2 separate regions of the Oryzias latipes genome follow, and region 1 is linked to region 2. The links are chromatin contacts, called in public Hi-C maps. All regions are on one chromosome and are shown on one strand. The core of a region is the stretch at or near the end of the contact, and the rest is flanking DNA. Distances in the headings are between cores, read along the strand shown. Region 1 overlaps nhs (Nance-Horan syndrome protein). Region 2 holds the start of nhs (Nance-Horan syndrome protein).

The links. Hi-C and Micro-C count contacts between places; a contact is called where the count stands out from the background.
Region 1: a Hi-C map of gastrula embryo shows a contact between it and region 2, with 2.1 times the contacts expected there. The contact joins the enhancer-like site here to the promoter of nhs in region 2. A contact is called at or near these places in 5 of 5 Hi-C or Micro-C datasets (embryo, fibroblasts and gastrula embryo).

Annotation. Positions count from the first base shown.
Region 1 is chr4:28,797,668-28,801,255 of ASM223467v1, forward strand. nhs (Nance-Horan syndrome protein) reads left to right here. Exons shown (of 9, transcript XM_020702668.2): 2 at 3,181-3,333; 3 at 3,578-3,588. Among protein-coding and RNA genes, the nearest start is that of rai2, 20 kb to the right of the region's middle. Within about 2 kb of position 1,479, at least 3 of the 8 cell types and tissues checked have an H3K27ac peak or open chromatin away from gene starts, as enhancers often do. A contact at or near this core is called in gastrula embryo, where this site is marked.
Region 2 is chr4:28,755,679-28,759,029 of ASM223467v1, forward strand. It overlaps nhs (Nance-Horan syndrome protein), which reads left to right and starts at 1,414. Exons shown (of 9, transcript XM_020702668.2): 1 at 1,414-1,888. The coding sequence starts at 1,609.

The sequences.
Region 1 (3,588 bases), core at 229-2,728, 42 kb after region 2:
AACAGCTGCCCCAGCTAAACTCCCCTGGATACATTTCTTTACATTCAATATAAAGAAGAAAGAAAAAGGTTCTTGTTCAATTAGTCCAGAAAACAAGATAGTTATATTATATGGGATTAGTAGATAACAATGAAGCAGTACAGGAGAAAAATGAGGATCCGTGAGGCAGAGTTCATGTTTCTTTGGTTAAATCAGACAGCGGGTTGATTGTGCTGTATCCTTCCTCTAGCCGCATCATCAGTTGCGACTCCTCAGAGTTCTTGCTGAACGTAAATAATCTCACACTCCATCATCATCGTCATCATCATCATCTGGAGCGGCAGCCTCCATCAGCTGGGCGGATGAAGGCTCAGAGCGGATTACCAATCGGGAGTTATTGTGTGTTTACTGGACTCCTGTCTTTGTGCTTCTCTAGTCAGACGTCAGGGTCTCCAGCAGCCGGTGCTCGGCAGAGCGCCGCGGCTCTTTTTTTTCTTCTTCTCCGGACGCCGTTTCCTCTTTGACGGCAACATTTCCATCAGTGCCATCGGTTATGGTTTGTTTCTGTTTTGCTTCTTTGAGTTCTTTCCCCCTGGTGAAGAAAAAATCTGGATTTCTGCCTCTGAGTTGCTCACTGTGGAAATGAGTTGTAAATATTCCGAAGTGTGATTGTTCTCCAGCATTTTCTAGATGCTTTTATCGACGTTTGAATTTACTGTCAGCTGTTTTTGGCAGAAATGTGCATCCTCCCTCATCCTCCATTGTTGTGGCAGCAGTTGGGATTAGCGCTCTTCCTGTCCTGCAGCTCTCCGCGCACAGATTAGTGGTAGTCTGAGTCCGGTTCTGCCTGGACCATCTGTAAACTGGGTGTTGAGGGGGGGACTTAAGGGAGGATGTGAGCAGATGTTCCCGCTGAAGGGGCTGGGAGGAAGCCGAGGAGGCGTTTGTTAAGCTGGGGAGGGCGGATGATGAGAGAATGCTGCTTCAGTGGCATTTTAGGCTTCTCCACCTGCACCGACTGCCCTTAGGTGATGTTAGGTGAGCTGTGATCAACCCCCTCCAATGCTGCCTTCACCTCCGGTCTGAAGGTAACACGCCATCGAGCGGCTTAAAGACATTTTCCTAGACTCCTGTGTAATTGCAGCTGCAGCGGGGTTTGGACTGGACTCCTGTCTGGGACACCATCAGCTAAATTACAAGGCAGTGTGAGGAAACTCACCCCCCACCCCCCCATGGCTTCTACTGGCCTGCAGGGCTGATGACGGGGGGATATTCCTGTAATTCCTAAAGAGGGGGCTGCTGCTGATAAGTGATCTTCTGCTTCACCCCCTCCCGTAAAAGTCAGAGATTCCAGCAAAGAGAAGAAGTGTTTCTCTGAGCAGAAAAACAGAGAAAGTTGAATGAAAGTGCTGTCACAGAGCCCCCCCCCCCCACCTCCTGCTGTTGTTTTTAATGGATTTTAGTGTGCCGAAGACAACTCTGGGGGTGTCACGAGCAGGTCGAGAGTTCACGTCTCAGCAGGGAGCTGGAGAGGGGAGGCGAGGACAAACAGAGCGGCTGAGGGGCTCCTGAGGAGAAAAAAACATGTTAGTCACTGTTGAAATATGGTGGTTGGTTATTTGGGAGCGTGTCACTCCACACACACACACACACACAACACACACGACATCTGACAGAAGGAGGATCCTAAATAAAAGGCGTGCAGATGGATCTCCTCAGGAAACAGGGAGTTCCTGAAAGTCTTCATCAGCCTCACTGTAATAAGAATCATATGGATTGCACCACGTCGAAAGCCACTATTTCACAGGAAATGGTGATATATTGACAATAAAATAAGCGGTTGGAGGCATAAGTCAACCAAAGGGCTGAAATGAGTTAGACTGCAGGCTTAGTGTGACCGCAGGGAAGTCTGTTGTGAGTCAATTCTGATGCTTTTGTTCATTTGTGGGGACAAAAGTCGAGTTTCTCCCTAAAATGTCTGTTCAGATTTGCTTTTTCCATGTGATCAAACACCTTTCTGCAAAAAAATAAAAAAAAAATGCTATTGGTAGATAGATACTTTCACTTCTGTTGTCACTTTTCCACAAAAGTGGCTTCCTGTGCGTTCGATTAGTGTGCTCAGATCTTTAAAAACCGGGTCACTTATATGGCTGATGGATGATTCTGCACGGCGCTAGTCAAACAGCTGACGTGGAAACATCCACTCAACAAACTTTGCAGCATCTGCCCTGAGTTTTGTCAGCGTGACGGCACCCATAAAAAAAAAAAGGCTTTCTTCCAGCTCCAATGAAATGAAGTCAATTTAGTTGCCTTTGTTTCGCAATTTTGACCCCACCATATTGGATCCAGAAATCATTAGTGAGCAGTTGTTTGTTGGAATCAGTTTGGGTCGTCGTTTCCATGGAAACCCCTCTGACCAACGAGGAGTGAGCTTGTTGGAAGCTTGTTGGAAGTCCACATCGCTACTACTCTCAGACTCATCTCATCCACTGCTAAGCTACAGATGCAGGTCAGAGGTTTTGTGAGCTGGCGGGGTCACTTTTCTGGGCTTATGGCTCATTAAGGGTAAACTCAGGTTGTCTTTGGGGTAAATCCGTTCAGCAAGGTTGCTGTCCTTCCGCCGTTGCATCTGCAGACTCAGCTCCGGCTGCAGTCGGAGTCATGCCTGTCTTGACTGAATGAGACTAAAGTTAGCTCCTGGCTGCACTGCAATGGAAACTTGGAGCAGCTGAAGCTGCAGCCTGACAGGCATGGAGGCCAGACAGACAGTTTGGTCAAAGAGGTGCCCACTCTGCTAAAGACGAGTGACACAGGGGATGCAGACACATTTAATCCCTCACCTGCCAACCTCAGGTGTCATTTGAAATCTGTAACTCCAGGAGTCTTGATGGGGGGAGTGGGATTAGACTGGTCAGAATGACCCTCTCAGGTTGCATTAAGTCTATTGTTTGGCTGCAGCTGAAACCAGAGCTTTAGCGGATAGCATTGGTCGGTTGTCAGTTTAATACAGGTGTTCATTTATCTCCAGTTCACAATCTCACTTTCTATTCAATTCAGAGGCTCTTGAGTAAACCGAACACCCAGAGGCTGGGGTCTCCACGTCCATCACATCTGCAGCTCATTGCGTTTGCATGAAAGCCCTCATACCATGCTCTCCATCGGAGGATGGATGCTGAAGTCCTCTCTTCATTTCTCTGACAGCGGTGTCTAATCTGGACGTGGAGAGTAAGCTGACGGAACACTTCCGGTCTTCCTGGCTCCAGCAGAGGAACCTTCTCAACTCCTCCACGCGACCAGCATGCATAGAAGACCTCCACAGGCAAGCCAGCCTAAGCCTGTGGGCCCTAAACCGAGGTGAGCCCCCCTCCTGTTGTTGCAGCAAACCAACACATAAGGAAATTCTGGTGATTTTCCGCCCTCTAGTGGACGAATGATGCCAACACACCCTACCAGCATTAGAGCATTAGAATCATCTGGATGTTTTTGATTGTTTATTTATTTATTTTTCTATACATTTTCTGGGTTTCTTAATGCTCTTTTGTGGGTTTTGTCCTCATTTTTCCTAAATGTCTCTATAAATTCACTTTTTTTGCCCCAGATCGCCACAGA
Region 2 (3,351 bases), core at 164-2,663:
CTTGGAACACACAACAGTGTCAACTTCACCCAAATGAATACTAACTTTGGCTGGCAACCAGTCCAGAGTGTACTCTGCTTTTGCCCTAGAGGAGCTGGGGTAGACTCAGCAAAACTGTGACCTTTACAAAAAATAAACGGGTTTAGAAGATGGAGTGATGCTGGAATTTGTATTTCCTAAAAAGATTATCATTACTCTTAAGTACTGTTGGAAGAAGGATTCTGTGGCTGTTCGCTCAGATAATCAGTCTGTTAATGGCTTCTTTTTAAGAAACTAGCTTTGTTTAAGTCACAAAAGTTTTCTTCAGCCTACAACAGAAGAAAAAATGTTAAAAGTAGTGATATACAATAAAATAATTACCTTAAAGATTTTTATTCAATCATGCATTGATAAAACATCCACATATTGAAATACGGGCAATGTTATGCATTATTTGTGTGTTCTTACTGATCAATGTATTGTAGTTGTGAGTCTTTGTCATTCCAAGAGTTCCAATGACATGGAGACAAAGTGTTTGTGTTGGCTGATGTCAGTGTGGGCAAATGCTTGAAATTAGCTTTTGACAAAAGCACATTAATGCGGAAATTCCATGCAGCCTGTGAATGCACCTCATGGGACTATTCAATCTGTGCAATAAAGTCAAAGATGAATGTTTGGACCAACTCTGGGATGGATGGTAAATGGTAAATAGCGTATACTTATATAGCACTTTCTACCTACAAGACCCAAAGTGCTTTACAGTCACAGACACATTCACACACTGGTGGCGGCTCCAGTGCCAAACACTGGCGTCAACCTCCCACCAGAGACAAGGTGGGGTTCATGTCTTGCCCAAGGACACTTCGACTCATGGGCGTGCAAGGCCGGAATCGAACCTGCAATATTACAATCGTGGGTGGACCGCCCTACCACTGCCCCACAGCCGCCCCCCAGGATGTTTATGGTAGCCAAGTGTGGAGGGAGGGAGACACTGAAACGTCATGGTTGTGAGTTTGAGCCCCTTGTCAGAGATGATGAACAATGCCTCGTCTGCAGTTTGGAAAGTTAGTCAAATATTAACAGCAGTATTTTTGGTTATTTGACCTGTTTAAGTGCATTTCTGTGTTTATAGTGTTTCAACTTAAAGAAGTTCTCTTCTTTTTTACATTGATGTTTTTCTATTTTGAATGTTTGACTTTGGATTTAATCTTTACATTTTCACGTGCAGTTCCAATATTTTTATTTTCATTTTTTTCCTGTAAATATGTTTTTATATAAGAAATTAAAATTGTGTTTGTGGTTGGCCCCCCAACCCTTGGGGCCCTTCAGTCGTTGCTGGTGACCGGGAAGAGTCCAGATCCATGGAGTTCCTAGAAATCCACTCCGGGTCTTGCAGGAGTCGGATTTTTTAAAAACCACCTCTCCTTTGGAGCAGAGAAAAGCAGATCAGCAGCGGGGCGGCAGATGACCCGGCGCAGCAGCGAGGCGCACCACAGCCCTCTAACAAATGAAAGGATGGGGGGCTTCAGCAGCAGCTGAGCGCACGGAGCCACACGCTGGGGCCTGAGGGGACACTTTCTGCTCACTCCGGCGGACTTTCACTGGATTTATTCCTCACTTCACAACAACATGCCATTTGCCAAACGAGTGGTGGAGCCGCAGTTTCTGTGCCGGTATCAAGTCCCAAATGAAGAGGGTCTGGTTTTCGAGGATCTGGTCTCCATCAGTAACGTGGCTCTGTCTCGGACCCTGCGGCAGCTGTCTGACTTGGCCAAACATGCCTGCTCCATTTTCCAGGAGCTGGAGGTCGAGCTCACCTCCACCAGGCAGCGGCTGGGCGGGCTGCACGGCAGGCTCAGCCTGCTCCAGCAAACCTGCTCCGGGCTGGACCCCAAAGAGGAGGCAGTGCGTAAGTACCGGGACCTCACTTCCTCACAGACACGAGCCGCTGCGCGCGCGCAACTTTCTTCAAAAAGTGTATGAGAAGGTTTGGTATAATGGAAACTTTCTGTTGATGAGGGGTGGGACAGACTGTGTGTGCGCATCCAGCAGCTCAGCTGTTATAACACAACAACAAACTGCAGTTCAGGCTGTTTGTTTGGAGTAACGTTGCTATGACGCACTTTTAGGCGCACGAGGAGCGCGTTATCCAAGACTCATGAGGTCAAGCGTCCCCGCGTGAGCGCAGCTTTCCCAATTTACGAGTATGAGTAAGCTGCCCCCCTTCCCCAGTCCCAATTCACCCTGATTCACCTGGGTCTGCACGGACCAGGCTCCCTCTGGTCAGGTCCATGGGGAGGGTGGTGTCATCAGATGGGTGGAGCCTTTTTCCCCCATTGATGCAGCTGTCTTTATTCATCAAGCCGCTGTGCTTGATAATGCTGTGCTGAATTATGAATGAAGAAGCCTCTGATGCATGCAGAAATATGGTCGCACGAGGCAGCCCAGGACGTCCTGCATGCAGGGTCACCAGTTCAAACCCTTTTGTCTGAAAACCTTAATTGTTTTAAATTATGCTTTTGAAATGAATGGTGTCTCTCTCATCTGAATGACAATCTGTGTAAATGGAGCTGCCTGAGGCGTGGGGATCTGTGTGTGTGTCTGTGGGGGGGGGGGGGGGGCAGGACCACTGCAACTTTTTTTTTGTCATCTTAAAAAAATGCAGATGCAGATGCTGACCTTTGCTGAGGTATTACTAGGTCTGTCCCCTGTGTGCACCCTTCTGGTTCCAGTTTGAGTGCATCAGAGTTGGGATGTGAAATCTGCATGTAAGCAAGTTTTGAAAACCTGGGAGAATTGTGAATCAGTTTTATAGCAGCGCCTTTTTTTTTACAGCACGTTGGTGCGTTATAGTTGACACTCACACGTGTTCCTACCCTGAAGAGAACTAGATTTTGAGCGATCCAAAGACAAATGTAGTATCCTGAACTTCTGTGTTTCTCACACACTGCAGCTCAGAAGCAGGCAGGCGCCTGGCATATGTTCCTGGGCTCTGTGTTTGGACAGCTCTCTCCTGACACCCCATCAGTGCCGGCTCTGGCTGACCATCAGTGCCTTCCAGGCCGTGTGCTGCAGAGCCGTGCTCCAGCACTGGGTTTAGAATTACACAGGCCCAGTGTGGAAGGAGCGCTGCAATACTTGTGGCGGCAAGTGGCTCTCTGGCTTTTCTGGTCCAAGAGCACATGGCTGGCAGTTTGAGCGCATTCCTTAAAGCAGCAGACGGAGGGAAAACGGTGGTCTCGCAGCGCTGGGCGAGTCCATACCAGCAGCTACTGGGGTGGACAAATTTACTCACCTCTCCATGAAGGACAGCACAGCTTTTTACACCAGTTTAAATCCATAATTCAGTCTCTGTCGCTCTATAAACATTTA